Linked DNA regions of Mus musculus: region 2 is linked to region 1. Evidence: chromatin contacts called from public HiChIP or PLAC-seq data. All regions are on one chromosome and are shown on one strand. The core of a region is the stretch at or near the end of the contact, and the rest is flanking DNA. Distances in the headings are between cores, read along the strand shown.

Evidence for each region. HiChIP or PLAC-seq counts read pairs in DNA pulled down with a chosen protein or histone mark.
Region 2: a contact with region 1 is called in an H3K27ac HiChIP or PLAC-seq map of embryonic stem cells, with 14 read pairs. The contact joins the promoter of Platr26 here to the enhancer-like site in region 1. A contact is called at or near these places in 8 of 39 promoter capture datasets (the 3T3-L1 cell line, 3T3-L1-derived adipocytes, embryonic stem cells and 5 more), 10 of 484 Hi-C or Micro-C datasets (CD4 T cells, bone marrow-derived macrophages, conventional type 1 dendritic cells and 3 more), 5 of 115 datasets of contacts at active chromatin or transcription factors (embryonic stem cells and neural progenitor cells) and 1 of 9 other capture datasets (embryonic stem cells).

The regions. Positions count from the first base shown.
Region 1 is chr2:71,626,626-71,631,857 of GRCm38.p6, forward strand. No RefSeq gene overlaps it. Among named protein-coding and RNA genes, the nearest start is that of Gm36909, 26 kb to the right of the region's middle. Within about 2 kb of position 2,941, at least 83 of the 459 cell types and tissues checked have an H3K27ac peak or open chromatin away from gene starts, as enhancers often do. A contact at or near this core is called in embryonic stem cells, neural progenitor cells and neural stem cells, where this site is marked.
Region 2 is chr2:71,716,837-71,722,068 of GRCm38.p6, forward strand. It overlaps Platr26 (pluripotency associated transcript 26), which reads left to right and starts at 2,581. Exons shown (of 4, transcript NR_037979.1): 1 at 2,581-2,672.

The DNA of each region.
Region 1 (5,232 bases), core at 1,691-4,190:
CCTTTGGTGAGTTGGGAGGAGAAGGGGAGACTAATGACACGAAGAATCTTTAGCCTGGAGAGCCACTTCCTTGTGGCAAATCGCTGTGTGGAAGGAGCATTTGTATAAGAAGCTGGGGGCTTTTCCGAGGCAAGCCCTGTTCTCGGCATCATCGGCATTGCCTGGGACGGAGCAGGGCACCACGGATGTACTGAGGCAGAGGTCATGCCCTTTTCCTTCTGAGGGTCTGACTGAGAACCCCACAATAGCTTTGCTGCAGCAGCCTGATAAGGACACATCTTTCGAAAGTCATTTTTCATCCTGTTCAATAGATGCCCTTGGTCTTAACTGATCCGAGTGCTTTTCTTGGGTAAATCAGTCCGAGTGGAGAGTTCCAAATCAAACCCTGTTCACATCCTTCGCGATCACCAGGCTGTACAAGTGAGCGTGTATGCATACTTTCAGACTAGAGGATTCTCTCTAAACGACCCCATTAGAAGGAGAAATGCAATCCTCTGGCAAACTCCTTGCTTTCTGTCCCTTTAGAAAAGGGATTTATTGGGAGACAAGGCTCATGTATCCAAACACCGCACCTCCATCCTGCCAGCCTAGCGGATCTGTGGCTTTATTTATAATGTATTTACACAGCCCAGCAGCCATTGAAGATGCCTGCTTAATGAAATGCTCGGCTTGTATTCGGATGGCACTATCGGGAGTCATTATGAGTAAATACGTGTTCAGATTTATTTTCCTTCCCCCAGAGGTCTCTCAAAGGTCCCTGAAGGTAAATATTTGCATGGTGCCCGGTTTGTATTTCCCCAGCCTAATGTGGTACTGAGGTAAGTAAGAAGCCTAGCCTCCTTCCAGCCAGCTTGTTAGCATGCACAGAGACACTTCCCTCTCTGCTGCCTGTGGCATTATGACTGCCAGGAGACAGACAGCACCCGGGCTGGGCCAGCAGCCACTTAACCAGCTTAATGCACCCTTGGGCTTGCTGCATCTGAGCGACTGTACGCTGCCTTGGCGTCGTCAACTTGCAACTGATGAAATAATGCTTGTTCAGGAAGTGCAGTCCGCTGTGGATCTGCACTGCTGTCCCAGTGTTGGGGAATGCGGGGGTGGTGGACATAATTCTCAAGAATCCTGAGAAACTAAAGTCTCTTGAATTCTCAGAGCACTTTTTAGGAAGTAGAGCAGAGCTCCCATTCATATCATCCGTTTTTCCTTCAGACTCTTAATTAATATTCCAAAATCAACCAGGGGTTGCTAAGTCCAGGGTTAATTTTTTTTGAGTGATTATCTTTATTTATTTATTTATTTATTTATTTATTTATTTATTTATTTTGGTTAAAAGTAAAGTGACAAAGAATTGTAAAGTGCTATTAATATATACATTTTCTTGAATTGCAAATTAGGAGATGAAACTTAAGGTTACTTCATAAAAAATACGATTGGTCAGGGGCTGGCAAGATAACTCAGCGGGTAAGAGCACTGACTGCTCTTCTGAAGGTCCTGAGTTCAAATCCCAGCAACCACATGGTGGCTCAAACCACCTATAAAGAGGTTTGATACCCTTTTCTGGTGTGTCTGAAGTCAGCTACAGTGTACTTATGTATAATAATAAATCTTTGGGCCGGAGCGAGTAGAGTTACCAGAGCGAGCGAGCAGAGATCCTAAAAATTTCAATTCCTAACAACCACATGAAGGCTCACAACCATCTGTACAGCGACAGTTTGCTCACACAAATAAATAATAAATAAATAAATCTTTTTTTTAAAGCTATGATTGGTCATTTTAGAACGTGTCATCATCAGCCTAAAATGGGATTAAGAAGAGGTCTTGAGAATCTATTTTATGGCTTCATAGTTGAGTGGAGCAAACACCTTAGAAATTGGTGTGTGAAAAAAATTTACATTTTTAACTTGGACTCCAATATAAGGTGGGTAGTATTGTAGTGTACAAAATGCTATCGGCTCTTGTCTGTAGATTTGAATTTGGCACACAAATACTAGGCTAGACTGTGATTACCTGTTTTGGGGATCTGGAAAAGAGTGTGGCAGTTTCGAATGCCATTTGTATAGGAATAGCAGCTAAGTACCTATGAATGGGCCTGGCTGCTGCGTGGGGGAAGATCCAACTGTTAGGGTTTTCAGGTCATTGTGGGAAACTCAGGATGGAAAGCCCCAGCGAACATTTTTTTTTTCTGCTCCTTGGGAAACTTACCGCCTCTGTAAGGGGTCATCCCCAAATGGGAAGAGGGGAGAGCAGAAGGCCAGTGAATTTTTTGAGAAACTGGCAGCCCAGCAGACATTCCGGCGCCAGCAGGACACCCCTGGAACTGAAGGTCTTTGTACCAGGAATAAAACAGTACTTCTTCCTTGAAGGAGAGAGAGTCCTGCCTCTTGGAAGCGGTTGGTGGGACCCGGGTGTGGAGATTTGGGGGAAGGGCCTGAGGACTAGAGAGTAGAGAGAGGAAATCGAGTTTTCCAGGGCCAAACAAGCACATAGGAGTTGGAAGCTGACAGTGAAAAACTTTACAGTGACACTGGCAGACGCTTTAGTTAGGAACTCACTGAAAGGGTTGCATTCTTCTGCCTTAGGGTAGGTGATGGAATGAAAGCATTCCCTGGAGGAAGTCTGGACCACCCCTAGACTGCGGAATTGATGGGTTCACTTAGATCCTACAGGGAAGATCCGCAGTAGGCATCTGGGCCACACATTTTACATAACGTCTGCACGAATATCCGTCCTCCAAACTCCAACGCAGTAGGCTTCCCAAGCAACTCCATGGATTCTGTTTTCAGGGATAAAGGAATGAGAAGGATGCTCCCAGAGGAGAGGTATGGAGCTGTTTCGAGGAAGGCGGGGAGCCAGGTCGCGTTGTCTGGTGCAAGGCAGCCGGGCGTGGAGTGTGGCCAGCGGTGGGCAGCTGTGCAGCGAGGGCTCGGCAGCGTTGTCAGGAGTGGGCGTCGCGGGGAGAGCCGCGCTCTAGGACAGCTGGCGCCGCCGTAGCAGCGCTGAGAACGCTGACAGGTTCTGCAAATAACAGCTGCGGAACAATCTTTCTGTTTGGACAACGTGGGAAGGACCATTGTTCACAAATTGGTCTCTTCAATAACACCTGCGTGCACAGTTAATAATCTGTTGTCGGTCTCCCCCGGCTTTCAAAGACAAAAGACAGCAGCAGAGGGAGGAGCGAGAGGTGACTGGAGAAAGCAGAGCAACTTGGAAACCTGGCAGGGTGCAAGTAAGGACTCAGGGTCCTGTTCCCGGATCCACCTCGGTTGTTCGCAGCGGGTCAGCTTTCATTCGCCTCTACGGCTTTTATCCTTGCTGGCCACCAACATCGCAGCGGCAAGCATCATTTCCTATGCAGTTGCTAAGCACCCTTCCTTGCAAGTCAGCGGTCAATACTGCTAGAGTGGCCCCAGGATAGGAAAGGTCACACGTGTGTAAGTAAATCGAAAGGTTTATGAGACGCAGGTGGCTCATACTCCTGAGAGCGCAGGATTAGCATGTCAAAGTCAAAATGGAACAGAGATATGTGAGCCCCGCCTCCTGTGTGCACAATGCTTTGCAAATTTAGGATGGTATTCTTCCTTGCACTCTCCCATTCAAGCTCCAATCACGATAGCATGGAGTCGCCCAGAATACAAGCTGCATCCTAACAGAGGAGGAACAAAGTGACCAAGTGGGGACTTGGCTCTTGTGTTTGCTGGCTTACATCCTGTGTCATGTTGCCTTCCCTACACTACTTTGTACAAAGTGTTGAGTTATTTGCATTTTATTTTGGCCTTTTTCCTGCCTTTCCTACCAGGCCTAAAATTAGGTAATAAGCTCATGGAGACATGGGACTGTATCTTTCCCATCTTTTCTGTACTGTCCAATGTGGTTACCTGGTCACAGTGATCAATAGGGTCCAAGTTCTGTTCCCAGCCCTGATAGCAGCTGGCTGCCTGTAACTCTGGCTGCAAGGGGTCTTATGCCTCTCGGGCACATGCACTCACGTACACATATGAAAACACAAATTTGAATAAAATAAATATTTTTAAAATATGAAATGAAGGCAATTGTATGCTAGCCATAACTACTGAATACCTCCCCCCCCCCCCCCCCGTATGGTAGTGCATACCTTTAGTCTCAGCACTGGGGAGGTAGAGAGGCAGGCAGATCTCTGTGAGTTCAAGGCCAGCCCAGTCTACAAAGTGAGTTTCAGGACATCCAGAGCTAGATAAAGAGGCCCAGTCTCAAACAAAGCAAAAGAAAAGAAAAGAAAAGAAAAGAGGAGAGGAGAGGAGAGGAAAGGAGAGGAGAGGAGAGGGGAAAAAAAGAACATTCTTGGGAGGCAGAGACAGGTGGATCTGTGTGAGATGGAGGCCAGCCTGGTCTTTAGAGCAAATTCCAGGACAACCAGGGCTACACAGAGAAACCTTATCTCAAAAACTAAACAAAACCCAAAATATGTATGTGTAAAATAGACTTAACGAATCACATAACATGCATATAACATATGCAAATAAAATTATTAAAACATCATTTTACATAAAAATCTGAGATATATAGAGAGAGTTAAATCTAGTGAATTTGGTGTTTGACTCCAACATTAAAAACTACAAAATACTGCTGGGAGTAATAGATTATATGCTCATGGGTTAGAAAAACTTGATTTCATTGGACGATATTTCTCTGGATGGAGAGATGCGCCCATGATTAAGAACACTTGTTGATCTTGCAGAGGACCCACAGGATGACTCACATCTGTAATTTCAGTTCTAGGGGTTATAATACCCTCCTCTCCTGAACTCCATGGACAGCAGGCAGGCAAGTGGTATACATATATACAACAGGCAAACCACTTGTGCACATAAGAAAATAAAATATGAAAATGTTTTAAAGATATTTCTCCTCAAGACAAAGTTTTAGTAGAAACTGATAAGTTGGCTCTAAAATAGATATCGGAATCCAAAGAATTTAGAATAATCTAAAACTATATTGAGTAGAAGTATAAAGATGGAAGATTTTCATGACTTCATCTCAAGACATACAGCCCCAGCAATGAAGATGGTCTGGGTCAGCTATAGAGTCTACAGCAATCGTTCTCAACCTGTGGGTCCCAACCCCTTTGTGGAGTTAAATGACTCTTTTCCTGGAATTGCCTAAGACCATCTGAAAACATAGACTTTTTTTTCTTCTTCAATATAATTTGTAACCACAGCAAAATTACAGTTACAAAGTAGCAATGAAATAATTTTA
Region 2 (5,232 bases), core at 1,331-3,830, 90 kb after region 1:
TGGAATCCTTTGGGAGAGCAGCAGAAGGCTCTAAATCACTTGGTCATCTCTCCAGCCACCACAAGTCTTCATTCTTATACTTCCTATGCTATAGGCAGGCTTTGGCAGAATAAACACATTTTTAAAGGCATTCCAAAAAGTTCCCTCTCTAGGTAATGCCTAAAATTTCAATATTAGACCACCTGCTTTGGAGAACCATTCTTTTCTAAGCTTTTCTTCCAGATCCCTCTCAGGGAAGTTGTTGCGTCCTAACTATCCTAATGTGCCCAAGTCATTCGCTGTTTTTCTCTTCTAAGTAACAGGAGCAGAACACTTGCATCAGGAGTAAAGGAGGGATGACCACTCTGCTTGGAGCAAAGCACACACCCCACTGGCTTCTAAAGGGTCAGTGTCTGAAACCAGGTGACTCTCAGCTTCCTTCAAGCCAGAGGCTACACAGAGCTAGGTGAGGTTTCAGGTACAAAATATGAGGACTAACTCAGGTACAAAACACTGGTGAGTTTTACAGAACGAGCCTCAGGATAGAAAGTCAATGTTCAGTCTTCCATCAATAGATGAAGAATCATCTTGGGCCTAAGAATTAAATCTTATCTTGGTGTTCATGATGGCATTTGGGTTTCTAGTGAAGGATTCGTGTTCTTGCTGGGGGGAAGGGGGTAGTGTGCTCCCTGAATGTTACACTGGACCGAATTACCAGAAACTATGCTGCTTGCTTCCTTCCTTCCTTCCTTCCTTCCTTCCTTCCTTCCTTCCTTTCTTTCTTTCTTTCTTTTTAATTAATTAATTTATTTATTTATTTATTTATTTTTGAGATTTATTTCTTTTCAGTATAAATGATTGTGAGCCACCATATGGTTGCTGGGAATTGAACTCAGGACCTCAGGAAGAGCAGCAGCAGTCAGTGCTCTTAACTGCTGAGCCATCTTGCCAGCCCCATAGTTTTACTTTCTACATAAGTAAATCGGAGATCAGTGGCTCTAGGAACCCTTAGCCACATAAACAACAATACAACATCAATCACTCCAGGTTCATATTTTCCCAGTGGTGATTTTCCAACTATGTAGAGAAAGAACTAAAATTCCAATTCTAAGAATTCATATCTTAGTCCTGACGCTGACACCTCCCAGATTGTAGTAGGTTTGTTTATTAGTTTGGTTGTTTTCTACAGGAATCTCAGCAGATCAAAACAAAGGACTCATGCCCTGCAGCTAGATCTGATCAAGGCAGACTGGGCTGAGTCTTTCACCTGGGGGCCTGATAAGCAGATACAAGCCCTGCTCCAAGCCATTCTAACTTTCGAAGGTTTGAAGTGGAACTTCAGACCTGTCTTTTCTTTGGTTGGTTGGTTGGTTTTTTTGTTTTGTTTTGTTTTGTTTTGTTTTGTTTTGTTTTGTTTTCGAGACAGGGTTTCTCTGTATAGCCCTGGCTGTCCTGGAACTCACTTTGTAGACCAGGCTGGCCTCAGAAATCCGCCTGCCTCTGCCTCCCGAGTGCTGGGATTAAAGGCGTGCACCACCACACCCGGCTTCTGTCTTTTCTTTGTTAACCAGATAGATTTTTTTTTTTTTAATCTGTTGAAGTTTAGCTCTGGTTCTGCCTCCCAGTCCGATGCTCCCGGAAATAAGACTCAGACTTAAATTATATTTACAAATACCTTGGCCATATAGCTAGGCTCTACTCTGACTAGATCAAAACTAAAGATACCTATTTAACCTACACTCTGCCACATGGGTGGCTGTGGCTGGTTACCTGTGCTCTGGTACCCCTCCCGCCTCTATTTTCTGCCTAAGCCGTAGGCCATGGATTTTTTAATTGACAGGTGAGGTATCTTGTGTACCTTACACAAGATACTCTCTCCACAAAAATCTAATATTTTATTAATTCTTTGAGACTTGCATACATAATAGAATGTATTTTAGGTATATTCACCCCCATTCCTCTCAGATCTATCTTCATGTCTCCTCCTGTCTTCTCTCTCTCTCTTTTTTTTTATAACATACTGGGTTTTATTTATTTATTTATTTATTTATTTTTGCTGTAAAGAGACACAATGAGCATGTAAAGTTGCTTCATGAAGAAAAACCTTTAATTGGGGCTGGCTTACAGGTTCAGAGGTTTACTCTGTTATCATCATGGTGGGAAGCATGATGACAGACATGGTACTGGAGAAGGCTCTACATCTGGATCTGCAGGCAGCAGAGAGAGCGAGCCACCCGGTGAGGGTTGAGCTTCAAAGCCTGCGCCCAGTGACACACTTCCTCCGATGAGGCCACATCTACTCCAACAAGGCCACATCCCCTAATACTGCCACTCCCTATGAGCCTATAGGGCCCATTTTCATTCAAACTATCATGCCCATTCAGTTCCGTTTATTCTGTCCTTCCAGACATCCGTCTGGGTCATCCACTGCAGTTTGGTCAAACAAAGACCACACCCATAAGAAAACTGACTCCCCGGCCGTTAGCTCCTTAGCTAGGGGTCAGAGTTCATGAGCCCCTCCCACCTCTGCACCCAGCCTTGTCTTTAAAAAGCTCTGGCGTCTCTGATGTGGACCTCACTTTGGAAACACTGACAGAGAGCTTTCAGAGATGCAGTGACTCTGCCAGATGCTTCAGTGTCTCCCAGGAGGCAGGTTTTGCAGTGCATGGAGAGGAACCAGCTGGCAGAGAAAGGTGGGAATGCCATTCTGGGAAGAGAAGCCCAGTGCTGGGGCTCTGGTGACCATACTGTCTCTTCCTGTGACTCTTTGTGCATGTGTCTCAGGTGTTAACCACTCCAGCCCAGAGTGCCAAAGTTAAACAGCCTGGGCTTTGTGGAGAGCTGGGAAGCCGCCTCCTGTGTTCACAGTAGGTTTGGAACTTGACCATGCTTATCTACCGAACAAGGCAGGACCTGTGACTGGCTGCACAATTAGCCAAGATGTTACAGTGCTCCCACAAAAAGAGGTGACAGCAAGGCCAGCCAGGGTGTCATAGGAGAGCCCTGCCTGTGAATAATGAACCAGCGCCGGGCCTGAGCTTGGCAGCCTGTCTGTTAGCCTGTCTGTTAAGACACTGTGAGAGCCTGTTGGCAAAACCTGGCATTCTGGGACAAAAAGCTCAGCCAGAATGGCCTGCTACATTAGACAGGAGACAAAGAAACCTGGCCCAGGCTAGAGGCACTTGCCTTTAGACGAGGCAGTAACATTGCAAGAGACTGTGGTTTCAGCTGCAGTTAGAAGGGTCCCCAGGGTCCTGGAAACCTTGTTTTGTGATGAGACAAAGCTCTGGTGAACCAAAGCTGCCTCTCTGCCCCCCACCCCACCACTACCTGTGCATTAGCAGGAATCCTAGATTACCATGGAATTTAACAGGTACATGAACATGAAGCATGTGTACATGTTGAATAACCATGAGGAAATCTCTCAGGACACACAGAAGAATTACTTGTGTGTGTGTGTCTCAGTATGTGTGTCTGTGTAAGAATGTGTCATGAAGATGTGTGTGTGAGAAAGAGTGTGTGTGTGCGTGTGAATATATGTGAGTGTGTAAGTGTGTATATGTGTTCTGTGTGTGAATATATGTGAGTGTGTAGGTGTGTATATGTTTTGTGTGTATGTGGGTGTCTATGTGTCTATGAGGACGTGTGTGTGTGTGTGTGTGTGTGTGTATCTGTGTGAGTATGTATGTGTGTGTGTGAGCATGTCTCTGAGAGAGTATGTCTGTGTGTGAGTGTATATTACAAGTGTGTGTGTCTGTGTGAATGTGTATGAGTGTGTGCCTATGTTTCAGTATGTTTGTAAGTGTGTATCTTTATGTGTATGTAGGAGTATAAACGTGTATCTATGTGTGTGATGGTTTGTATATGCTTGACCCAGGGAGTGGCACTATTTGGAGGTATGGCCCTGTTGGAGTGGGTGTGGCCCTGTTGGAGTGGGCGTGGCCTTGTTGGAGTGGGTGTGTCACTGTGGGTATGGCCTTTAAGACCCTCATCCTAGCTGCTTGGAAGTCAGTATTCTGCTAGCAGCCTTCAGATGAAGATGTAGAACTCTCAGCTTTGCCTGCACCATGCCTGCCTGGATGCTGCCATGTTCCTGCCTTAATGATAGTGAACTGAACCTCTAAAACTGTAAGCCAGCCCCAATTAAATGTTGTCCTTATAAGAGATGCCTTGGTCATGGTGTCTATTCATAGCAATAAAACCCTTACAGTGAGTATGTGCATGCCTTTAATCCCAGCACTCAGGAGGCAGAGGCAGGTGGATTTCTGAGTTCGAGGCCAGCCTGATCTACAAAGTGAGTTCCAGGACAGCCAGGGCTATACAGAGAAACTCTGTCTCAAAACAAAACAAAACAAAACAAAACAAAACAAAACCAAAACAAAAAAATCCCCAAAACAAAAACAAAAAAAGGACAGTGAGTATGTATGAGTGTATTGAAAATGTGTGTAGCTGTGTTGTCTGTGTATGAGTATGTCTCTGTGTGTCTGTGTATATCTGTGAACATGTATATGAACAAGTGTATCTGTGTGTGTCTGTGTATCTGTGAGTATGTGTCTCTGTGTGTGACAGTATGTGAGTGTGTGTGTGTGTCTTAGAGTTTCAAATTGCTATGATGAAACACCATGATCAAAAGCAAGTCAGGAAAGAAAGGGTTTGTTTGGCTTAGGCTCATTATCATTAGTTCATCATCAAAGGAAGTCAGCACAAGAACTGAAATAGGGCAGGAAGCTGGAGGCAGGAGCTGATGCAGAAACCATGGAGAGATGCTGCTTACTGGTTTGCTATCATAGCTTGCTCCTCTTCCCCTCTTATAGACCTGAGGGCCTGATCCTCTCTCTCCTCTCCTCTCCCTCTCCCTCTCCCTCTCCCTCTCCCTCTCCCTCTCCCTCTCCCTCTCCCTCTCCCTCTCCCTCTCCCTCTCCCTCTCCCTCTCCCTCTCCCTCTCTCCCTCTCCCTCTCCCTCTCCCTCTCTCCCTCTCCCTCTCCCTCTCCCTCTCTCTCTCTCTCTCTCTCTCTCTCTCTCTCTCTCTCTCTCTCTCAGACAGGGTTTTTTTGTGTAGCCCTGGCTGTCTTAGAACTCACTCTGTAAACCATGCTGGCCTTGAACTCACAAAATTCTGCTTGCCTCTGCCTCTGCCTCCCAAGTGGCAAGATTAAAGGTATGTGCCACCACTGCCTGGCTATGGAAGCATTTTCCCTACTGAGACTCTTGCCTCTTTGATGACTCTAGTTTCTATCAAGTTGACATAAAAT